Regions from separate parts of the Oryctolagus cuniculus genome. Here region 2 is linked to region 1. Evidence: chromatin contacts called from public Micro-C data. All regions are on one chromosome and are shown on one strand. Each heading gives the region's core, a stretch centred on a gene start, on an enhancer-like site or on the middle of the called end of the contact. The rest is flanking DNA. Distances are from core to core; before and after follow the strand shown.

Region 1 (5,463 bases), core at 1,349-3,848:
TGAGTGAATGGGGGCAGGAAAGAGAGAAGGAGATGAACTCAGGAAATGGAGAACCTAAGCCCCCACAAGGGTGAGGCTGAGATAAGCACAGAGAGGGGTGGGCATTGTGAAGCAGCGGGTGAAGCTGCCACCGGGGATGCCCACATTCTATCCCACAGTGCCTGGTTCTTGTCCCTGCTGCTCTGCTTCTGAGCCGGCTCCCTGCTAACATGCCTGGGAAGCAGTAGGAGATGGCCCAAGTGCCTGAGTCCCTGCCACCCATGTGGGAGACCTGGATGGAGCTCCTGGCTCCTGGTTTCAGCCTGGCCAGGCACCTGCTGCTGTAGTGGTCGTTTGGGAGTGAACTTGCAGATGAAAGATCTCTCCCTCTCTCTGTAGCACCCCTTTCTATCACTCTGCCTTTTGAGTGAATAAATCAATAAACCTTTCAAAAATAAGCTAAGAGAGGTGGAACACATGGACCAAGGGGATGATTTAAGGGGGTGAATAGGGCTGAACACGGCAGCAGACCCCGTGGGGGTCGGTGGGCAGAGGTGATGGACATGAGGCAGTGGGGAAGACCAAGGCAGACCATAGAAGTGGGGAACCAGATGAGGGGACCATGGCTCATCCTCCTTTTTCATTCTTTCTGGGGGTCTCAAACACTTCTCGAGGGCTTTGCCAGCCTTGTGGATATTAACTTGTGTGTTGGGAAACAAGTGAAATAGGCCCGGCTGTAGCGATCTCTCCCGTCATGGATGGCTGCCCCACGCCAGGCGGTGCTAAGCCTCCCCAGGTGTGATCTCATCCTGCTCTCCAGGCGCCCTGTGATATGGACACTGTCATGACCCTCGGTTTACAGACAAGCAATTCTAGTGTCCTCAGACACACACGTGTGCACAGACCATACTTAAAATGCTGGCATTCAGTGTCCCAGTGTGCTCATGCATTTCCCAGGCGTCTGGAGAAGCCTCGCCTCCACTGTGGGATGACTCTTTCCTTTTCGGGATGAGGCCTGCTCCTGGGAAAGAGTGACGCACCACTGAGTGTTCTTAGGAGCCTTGAGTGGACACAACAGGGTTTTTCTGAAGGTGAATGCATGGCTGAAAATGTGTGATCCTGTATAGAACTCCTGCTGCCATTCTGCAGAGGCCCACACGGTGGCACCAGCCCACCAGTGATCCGCACCCTGTTCTGTTGATGCTTTCTGAAGAAATCCAAGTTTGGGAAACCTAACCGGCCCCTATTTTCTCATCTGCGATTTCATCAGGACCCATGATTTTCCAATACTGGATTAAGAAAAACAAAGGAGAATAAATAAAAAACTCGGACAAATTACACCCCCGTTTCCAACGACGTTCAGCTTCTTGTTCAGAACTGCTGGGAGGCGATTGTTGCACACCTGTCAGGTTTGAGGGTGAATTTCCTTTTTGTTGTTGTTGTTGTTGTTGTTGTTTTCTTTTTTTGCAAACAGAGCACATGGAACAAAACTAGGGTGTAGGAAGATGGCAACGATACCAAACAAACAGCCCATAAGTTACGGAGGGGAGGAAGCTGGCACAGCCAGAGGGTACTGTAAGTTGTATTTTTAAGAAATGGGGGTGACAACTTTTCTTGACGAAGAGAAAGCTTTCTCTTCACAGGCACAGTGCAGACCTCACTAGGAGACTTTTCCAATCGATGTTAGCCTTATCACCCCTCTCCCAGGCCTGTGAAGTGGTGGTTGTAATGTCTGTTGTTAGTTAAAGGCCCCTGTGCACTGGCTGAACGGTTAAGTATTTGATGTTTTCGTCTCACTCCTGACTGAGGACCTGGGTCTCTCCTTTGTTTTATTAACAGCACTAAATCCAGCTTGCCCGTGACCCTGGGGAGGGCGAAATGCCGTGTTTATTTATCCACTTGGAAGTGGCATTAAAGCATCATTTTCCTCCCCAAACAATGTGCTCTAAACATTCTCTCTGATTACACTGAAATTTTCGCCCGCCCGGCTAAGCCATCTATTTTAAGAGGCGTTTTCAAACAAGTGTGTGCAAGGACCCAAGTGTTCGGGATGCAAACCAGCCGCCCGCACAGCGTCTCGGGGCGCGGGTGCCTCCTAATAAAACACACACGCTGTGTGACGGCAGGCGTGGGAGGTCCGTTCGCATCCCTGGGAGTTTGCAGCATAAATTCCAAGGGAATTCGGAGAACAGACACTTAAAATAACACCAATAAAGTCACACCAACGGCACCACACTCAACGCAGACTTTTAATACGGTGTGAGCTTTATTAGGTAACACATTGCACGTTAAGCCAGAAAACAAAAACAACTAAATAGGCAAAACTTGGGATAATCCCTCTCTAAACGGGTAATGAGAAAGAAAGCTGAGAAAGCCACTCACTGAGTCGGATAACAAAGAGATTTTGTGTGGGGTGTCGCCACCCAGCCAGACTCTGAGTCTGTTGACTCAGAGTCAGACTCAGAGACTTGCCATCAGGGTTCCTGTGTGCAGAGTGGTGCAGCCTGGCTGGGCTGGTCTGCTCCTGGGCTGGCCACCGTGGGCCATCTTGGAATCTCGCCTGTATCGGGAACAAAGAGATGCCCAGCCCGGCTGCTTTATTCAGGGAAGTTGATCTTTGCGAAATGCATCCAACCTCTTCCTCCCCGTCCCGCTCCGTCTCTTTCAGGAAAGGTGATTCCTTTTACTTAGCCAGCGGAGCTGTGACTCTTTCCCACTGTTAACGACTAGTGTCAAACCGACTGATGTCCATGTTCTGTCTGGGAGAAGCCCTCGTTGGCTTTACTTCTCAGGGAGAATGTAGGCTTGGAACATTGAGATTTGAACAATTCATATTGATGGCTACCTTTGTTTATTTAAGGAGCTCTCCACATGTGGTGAAGGAGTCTCTGATGAATACTTATTTATAGAAACTTTGATAGAGGTCAAAGACAGTATTTTGTGGTTTTAGATTTCCTTTGGGGGAAGGGCATCTTAGTGGGGTTGATGGGCATTCTTTCCAAGTGGAAACAGTAATGTGTAGTGACTCCTTCGTGAACGGTGTGTGTGGTGGCTGCTTTTATCTTACCTCTATGGGATGGAGATTGTGATCCTAATCACAATAACCTGGCATAATGGCTCAGTAAGACTTCTCTAAAAACACAATAATGAACCAACGACTCATTGTCAAAGTGGTCCCAACGCAGAACATGAGTGAAATCTCAATCTGTCTCTCAAACAAGTTGACGCCAGATCTTGTAACTGCAGCTAAGTCTTTCTCTCAGCTTTCACTTCATAACTAGGGGTGGTCACCAGACAATACATTCTCTTTGATATCCCTTCCAGTCCCCTACTGGATACAGTGCAGCTTGCTCCTGGAGAAATTGAAAACGTTTTTGTTTGTTGTGGCTTAAATTATCTCCCAGCTTTTCCCCCCTACCCTACCCCAACCCTCCCCAACCCTACCCTCCCTCCCAGCTCTGGGTAGCTGTAGCTGATAATAGTCAGAAAAAAAAAAAAATGGGACAGCTCCAGAGAATAGAGCAACTGAGAACGGATTTTCACCACCCTAATTCCCTTTCGAAATAATGTTTCTGTTAGTGATTAAATAAGGAGCTTAGGAGGGGATGTCATGCAGTCTATAAATAAACTTGAGCATAAACTTGAGAACAGGCGTTTCCAGAGCCATGTTTTTACAATCTCGTCTCCACTAAACAAAACAATATTTCCTGGCACCTGTACACTCAAGGCTTCGTGTAGTTCTTATTATGGAGTTTCCTTTCTCCTTTCGAGATGAAAGATAATTACTGAATGTGATAGAAACTTTATAGCCATTAAAAATAGAACAGAAAAAAATGTTACCAGACTGCACCTTGTTCAAAATAAATAGGAAACAGGGCTGCAGGGGTACCCTGCACACACGGTGCTTGGCCTGCTTCTAAGCCTGCGTATAGGTTTCTTTCTTCTTGATTCTTTCAAATGATGCTTTAAGAACTCTGGAACATGTGATCAAGTCATTGCTTACATTTGAACTGAGTGGAAAGTCTGGCAAAAAATAGCTGGCTATGGAAATTTTCAAATGGCTTACCCCAGCGTTGCCCTTTTCCAATTAGCTTTGGCATTGCTCTGTTTAGATTTGAGCAGACTTAAGAAGAGGGATCAACACCCAAAAATATAGGGGTAGAAGCGGTAGTCCATGGGCCTCTTAACATTGCTCCATTCATCAAGACCTTCCTGGCATCTTCGTTACTGGGTGAGAGGAATGAGGTTAGAAGTGAAGTCAGCACACAGGCTGTCGGTGGGTGCCTGTTCCATCGAAGTCTGCTACAGCTTTACTGCTTTCACGGAAGTCCTGATCCCTTTCCCTTAGTTACCCAAAATGCTCAGATCTTAAAAAAAAAAAAAAAGTAATGGCATATGGTAAATCTGCAGAGATCTTTTGTAATTTTAATCTGAACGAAATCAGCTTTGCTGTTCTGAAAACGCATCCTTTTGTGGTTGAGAAATCAGGTCTTTGAAGGTGATTTTATGATTTTATTTTTCCAACTTAAATGTGAGATGTGTAAATGGCTGCGTGGGAGGATGGTAGTTAATTCCAGAACTGGTGGGTGGGGGTGCTCACAGTCCCGGAGCACAGTCCACGGGCTCCAGTCTATGGAGTTTGAGAAGTCACTGAAAACAGGGGCCAGCCCCCCTTCCACACACCCCACAATGCTTTTGTTAGCCAGGGGTTTTTGAACATTTAGCTTCTGTCAAAAGCAATTTTTTTTTTTTTTTTGTCAAAAGCAACTTAGCTTCTGAGCAACCTACAGGCAATATGGCATGGAATCCTCAAAAATGTTGGAAGTTGCCCCGTTTTGCAGGTCAGGAAGCTGAGACTGAGAGCCTGAGTGACAGGGTTCAGTACCACACACAGCTAATCAGGAGCCAGGGTTTGAATTCAGGCACTGGTAACACGGGTGCCACATGCTGTTCCGAGTAGTGTACATGCATTGATCTCATTCCCCTCTCAGACATGAGGATCTTCAAGGTCCTATTTCATTCCCTTTTCACAGATAAGGAAATAGAGGCGTCGAAGGATGCAGTGCTGCCTCTCTGTGGGTGCAAAGCATGATGTTCCAAGGATCATTCTGCAGTAAAGAGAATTCCATGGTCAAATAAGTCTGGGAATGCGCTTATCCCAGCCTTCCGTGGCAGCCCCGTGTTGAGTATTGGCCGTGCCTGCTATTCGTTCTGAGAAGTCCTGGGCTAGCAGTTCGCTTTCATTTCGTTTCACCTGAATTTACCATCACAAGAACCCTGTCATGATAACTGCTCTGAGCAGTCCTCAGAAAGCACAGTGGGAAATACTCATCCGGCTGGACAAGGTTGAGGTGGTGGGCAGCCAGACCCCTGATGGTATTCAGCATGAAGACTGCTGGTGACCAAGTCTAACTGGCCAAGTGCATGTGATTTGCTGGCAGGAAGTAGGAACAGTTGTGCCCGTCCAAGCAGGGAGGGTATTTG
Region 2 (5,463 bases), core at 967-3,466, 400 kb after region 1:
GGTCTTCCTTTGACGTTGGTTCACCCTCCAATGGCCGCCGCGGCCAGCGCGCTGCGGCCGGCGCAGCGCGCTGATCCGATGGCAGGAGCCAGGAGCCAGGTGCTTTTCCTGGTCTCCCATGGGGTGCAGGGCCGAAGCACCTGGGCCATCCTCCACTGCACTCCCTGGCCACAGCAGAGGGCTGGCCTGGAAGAGGGGCAACCGGGACAGAATCCGGCGCCCTGACCGGGACTAGAACCCGGTGTGCCGGCGCCGCTAGGCGGAGGATTAGCCTAGTGAGCCGCGGCGCCGGCCTTCCAGTGAGGTTTCAACACCCTGTGGCGATGCTGCGATACAATGAGTGAATAAAAACGAGTGGGTGGGAGGGTGGGTATGGTGGGACGAATCGCTATATTCCTAAAGTTGTATTTATGAAATGCACGAGGTGTGTATTCCTTAAATAAACTGTTTCTTTGGGGAAAGAAAATCTGTGTGTGAAGACAGCGAGACCCCGAAACTCTGACCAGTGGTTACAAGTGGTGGGGACTTTCATTATGTTCTGTACCTGTATCATCTCAAGTGGTCTGTAATGAGGATGGATTCACTTTTAGCGCACACACACACACACACACACAAACCATATAGCAGAATCACTTAAAAAAAAGCATCGTTAATTTTTTAAACACCGAATTTTCCTTAACTTGAATCATGAGGCCTAGGACTCTCATCTTTTTATTTTTCAGTTTATTTATTCTTTATGTATTTGAAAGAGAGAGAGAGAGTCTTCCATCCACTGGTTTACCTCCCATGCCAGCGATGAAATTCCTGCCCCAGGCCCCCTTCTCTTCAGAGCTAAGATGACTCTGTTAAGAATATATTTCTATTTTACAACTAGTTTTCCTCAGCCTTTCCTCTGATACTTCAAACTTCCGGGCGGGTGCTTGGCCTAACGGTCAGGACTGCCCTGTCCCATAGCAGAGTGCTGGGATTCCTGACTCCGGCATCCTAACTAATGCACACCTCGGAGGCAGCAGGTAATGGCTCAGAGCTGACTTCCTAACACTCACACACAAGACCTGGGCTGAGTTCCCGGCTCCCAGCTCCTGGATGGGCTGTTGTAGACATTTGAGGAGCAGATCAGCAGGAAGATCTCTTGGTCTCACTCTCTAATTGCAAGTTCTATTGACCGTAAGGGGAATGTGGGGAGAGATACGTGGCTGACCTGGTGCGTGCACCTGTTTGGAGCTGGTGCCACCCAGAACAGCTCTGTGTAGCCCTCTGCTCTGGCCCCTGGGGCTTCTTAGGCTTGCAAATGTGATTGCCCCAAATTCATATGTGCTGGGAGGGTCACATGCGCATCAGATAATGAAGATATGGGAATCAGAAAAAAGTTTATATTGCATTACATAAAAAGAATTCTTAAAGTAATGCTACTACCTATTTCTTTTTGCTCCTAGAAGTGTGCAGTTGCCTGTGTGGCTGATCTTACAGCCCGGGTGGGACACAGCACCCTAAACACACGACTGCGGGTTCTGATTCAATCCTCCCTCTCCCAGCTTTTAGCAAAATACACTGATATACACAGGATGCTGCTGTGAGCCGCATCAACGACGAAACGTGTTGTCCTGCCCTCGCCCCAGGTTGTAGCATGCAGCAACTGCCAGGGCGCTCCCGAACTTCCAGACCAGTGCGGGGACGAGAGCACCCACAGCGCCCCTCGGGAAGGCCACCGTGCCTTTCCGCAGACCGACGCAGACCGACGCAGCCCGCCTGGCTCAGACCTCACCCCACTCCCAGCACCGGCCTCCGAGCCAGCCTCCACTTGGGGCGACCTGGAACATCCCCCGCTCCCCCAGGGCCGCATGAGAGGGACTTCCTGCGAGTGGCTGGTCCTGGGCCAGCCCTCCAAGCCCCCTGGCGTGGGCAGGCTGGAAACGGCCGCTCTTCACCAGGCCGACTGCCCTGGCTGCCAAGCCGAGCTCGAAGCCGCAGCGTGGCTCCAGGCCATGACTCAGGGCCGCGTGATGTGGAGACTCGTGGGCTCGGCCCTCTAGCCAGAGGCTCTTCTCCAGCCCTGCCGCCACCCCAGCCCTGCTGAGCACCGCCTCCCCGCTCTGCAGCAGGCAGCAGGCAAAAACAGATCCCTTATCCCCGCCAGGAGCGGCCGGGGATAGCTTTTTGCCACGCAGGAGCCTCAGGAGCAACTTTTGTAAAAGAGCAGGGAGGCCACAGATCCTGCGGTTACGGGCTCAGGCCTCATCGGGCGGCTCCGAGTCCCTAACTCCGGGGTATGCCGGCTAAGGTGGCTGAGGCACGCCCTGTTTTCAGAGCAGTTTTCCTATCTTAATCATCGTTGCTAGGCTCCTCTGTCATTTCAGCAACCTCGGTAAATGCGATCTCTCCGTAAAGATAAAAATCTTTCTCATCACAGCGGAGCAGCTTCAAGCTTTTCTGCACAGACAAGACTCCAAAACCCCCACGCCGCCTCCGCTTCGCGTGTGCTCTGAAAGTTCTGGGCGCGGCTTATGTATGACAACAAGAAACCAGAACAACGGTGGTGATTTGGTTGGGTTTAAGGTTCTCAGGATGCAGACGGGATTTGGGAAGCCCTGTAATACACCCCCAAATCACCACGCCACTGAGGGATGCTGCAAAGGGCGACACCGTGAGAACAGAACGCACTTAGTTTTGGGGAGGAGGGGACGGGCAGCACACGCGGGGAAGAGTCACATTTGAAAGAGAATTTGGTTGTTTTTTTTTTTTTAATGCTTCATTACAGCCATCATCCCTCCATGCGCCCAGCAAAGTAAAGGTGCCATTTCTGCGCTTGCGGACACTCGCTGACAGCTCCAGCCGCGGGCAGACCCGGAGCGCGGGCGGGCAGGGGGGGAGGCGTCTGCACCTCCACCCCAGAGTGAATCCACAGTCTGCAGAAACACGAGGGCGCCCCCCCCCCCGCCGTGGCCGTGTCCCGCGGCCCTGCTTTCCCCCGCGGCCGCGGAGCCCCGTCTACAGGGCCGGGTTTTGATCCCCAGTCTCGCATTTAAACGTCTGCCCCTTCGCCCCATTTTGCACTTTGGCCATTGGGTCCGCTGGATGTCCCGGCCGGCCTGCTCTTCCGGAGCGCTTTGTGCTTTCTTCCCCCCAACCCCAGGCTTCATCCAGCTACCTGGGCCCTAATAAGCAAATGCGCATACTTTAAAAAAAAAAAAAATCCGTCTACATCGCTTACAACCCGCGCAAAGCAGGCAGAGGCAGCAGGGCCGAGGTGAGACCCCGGACTTCGCGGCTCTATCCTGAGGCACGAGCGCCCCCTGGTGGTCCCTCCGGCCCAAGCACGGCCTGGTCTCGGCTCCTCCGAAGTTCAGGGAGTCCAGGCCCCTGCGGGCCGAGTGGCTCGCGCGGGCGCGCGGGGGCCCAGTGGCGTGCGGGCAGGCACTGGACAGACGAGGGTCAAAGTGAGAGGGAAGGGGACGTCCACAAACAAGTCCGGCCGCGAGGGCTCAGGCTTCTCCACGCAAAAACAGAAACTTTTTAGAGCCGGACACGAGATGCGTGAATCCCGAACCAGCTCCTCGCTGTACCCAGGAGAAACTGAGGCTCTGAAGTGGCGCGACGAGCCCGGGTACTCCCGCGTGCTCATGGCCGAACCGTCCCAGCCCGGGGTGACAGGGCTCGGGGGCCCGCACCGTGCGGCAAGACCGAGGAGCTGGCCCCGGGGTTGCCAGACGCAAAGAACAGATCCCCTTGCGAACAGCGTCCCCGGCCCCAGTCAACCCCGTCACGGGCTGGGGGCGGCCCCGCGTGGGAACGCGCCGCCGCCCCCGGGTCCCCGGAGCGCCGCGACCCGGCTTCCCAGGCCCCGGGCGCGAGGGCGGCCGAGACACAAAGCAGGCCCCGCGGGCGGCGCCCGCGGCTGCTGGGAGGCGGCGGGCCGCTTGATTGATGGGTGGAACCCCCGCCGCCTCACCGGAGGCGGCCGCCCAGCTGCGACTGCGGGCCCGGGGGTGGCCGGGCCCCGAGCCCCCGACGCCCCCGCCCCGGGCCTCCGGGAGGCTGATTTACGGCTGCGCCGCCGGACTGCGGCGAAACCACCTCTCCCGGGGAAACCCAGTCCCCGGGCTCTGCCCGGAAGAGGCCCCGAAAAGGGAGCCGGCCGGGCGGGCGCGGGGCGGGGGCGCCGGGCCTCGACTTCCCCTCGTGTGTCCCACCTTCTGCCAGCGGTCTTGTGGGGGGTGGGTTTGGGGGGAGCCGGGGACGGCCGCGCCGTCTTCAGGCCTCGGCGTCCAGCCCCAACGCGGGGGCCTGGGCCCGCCGTTAGGGGGTCACGGCGGTGAGGGGCGCGCGGCCGCCGCCTCCCGGTCCCCGTTTAAACGCATTTTGCTGCCTTTTCCGCGGTGCACAAAACAGACACGGAGACAGCGAGGCTGGGCTCCGAAAGCTTCGGGTCCCCCCTTCAAAGGCCGGGCCTCCTGACCCCTGAAGGGAAACGGGCGCGCCCTGCAGGCCCAGCGGCCCGGGCCCCGGCCGGCCGCGGGAACCTAACGGAACGTGCGCTTTCAGCCTGACCCGGCAAACCCGAAGTGGCGACGGGGAACCGCGGGGAACCGGGGCCGGGCCGGAAACGAAGCCGCAGGCTCGGCGGTGGCCCCGGCCCCGGCCCCGACAAGGCACAGGCGGCAGCCCCCCGACCTGCTGCTTCCTTTCGTAGGGTGAGGGCTTAATGGTCCCGTTCTGAAGATGTTTAAGCAACAAACACGCCCACCCACCGCACGTCTGCTTTTGAAAGCGGAATGCGGTCGAGTACAGGCTCGGGGCGCGCAGGTGTGCGTGCGGGAGTCGGCGGAAAAGACGAGAACGCGAAGCTCCCCGAGGCGGGATCGAGCCTCGCGCGGAGGGCGTGCGTGTCCCGTCCCGCAGCTCCCCGCGGCGACCCCCGCGCCCCGGGTGCGCTGGTGCGGGGGGCCGGGGAAGGCAGACCGCCCTGCCCACGTGCAGTCGGGGCCCCCGATGCGCCCCCAACAGAGCCGTGCGGGGCCAGGGCCGTGGCCCGCCGCGCTGCCGGGAAGGCCCCTCGCTGCCCCGGTCGTGGGCCCCGCAGGGGACGCCTGAGGCCGCGGCCGGCCGCGCTCTGAGGAAACCATCTTGCGGACGCCGCCCGGCGTCCAGGGAGGACTCCCCTCAGGGGGCTGCTGGCGCGCCGAAGCGACCCCCTAAACGCTTATTGTCGGGCCAGGCATCCGCGCTCCGTTTGGTTCTGTAAACTGTCTGCTTTTCCCGGTTCCTCAGTTACTCGCGGCCCCCGGGCGGGCGGGCGCGCGACGGGCAAGGCGCGGGCGCCCCTCCGCCCCCTGGCGGCGTCCCGCGGAACGTGGCGGCCGCGGCCGCCGTTCCCGACCGTCGGCGCCGAGTGGGGCGCGGGGAAAGGCGCCGTGCGTGGGGTCCGCGTGAACCCGAGGAGCAGCACAGCCCCTCCTCTGAGGG

The links. Hi-C and Micro-C count contacts between places; a contact is called where the count stands out from the background.
Region 2: a contact with region 1 is called in a Micro-C map of ear pinna, with 19 times the contacts expected there. The contact joins two enhancer-like sites. A contact is called at or near these places in 4 of 6 Hi-C or Micro-C datasets (ear pinna, psoas muscle, skin fibroblasts and 1 more).

Annotation. Positions count from the first base shown.
Region 1 is chr16:17,206,108-17,211,570 of mOryCun1.1, forward strand. No RefSeq gene overlaps it. Among named protein-coding and RNA genes, the nearest start is that of NPVF, 210 kb to the left of the region's middle. Within about 2 kb of position 2,599, at least 1 of the 8 cell types and tissues checked has an H3K27ac peak or open chromatin away from gene starts, as enhancers often do. A contact at or near this core is called in ear pinna, where this site is marked.
Region 2 is chr16:17,610,310-17,615,772 of mOryCun1.1, forward strand. No RefSeq gene overlaps it. Among named protein-coding and RNA genes, the nearest start is that of MIR148A, 88 kb to the right of the region's middle. Within about 2 kb of position 2,217, at least 3 of the 8 cell types and tissues checked have an H3K27ac peak or open chromatin away from gene starts, as enhancers often do. A contact at or near this core is called in ear pinna, where this site is marked.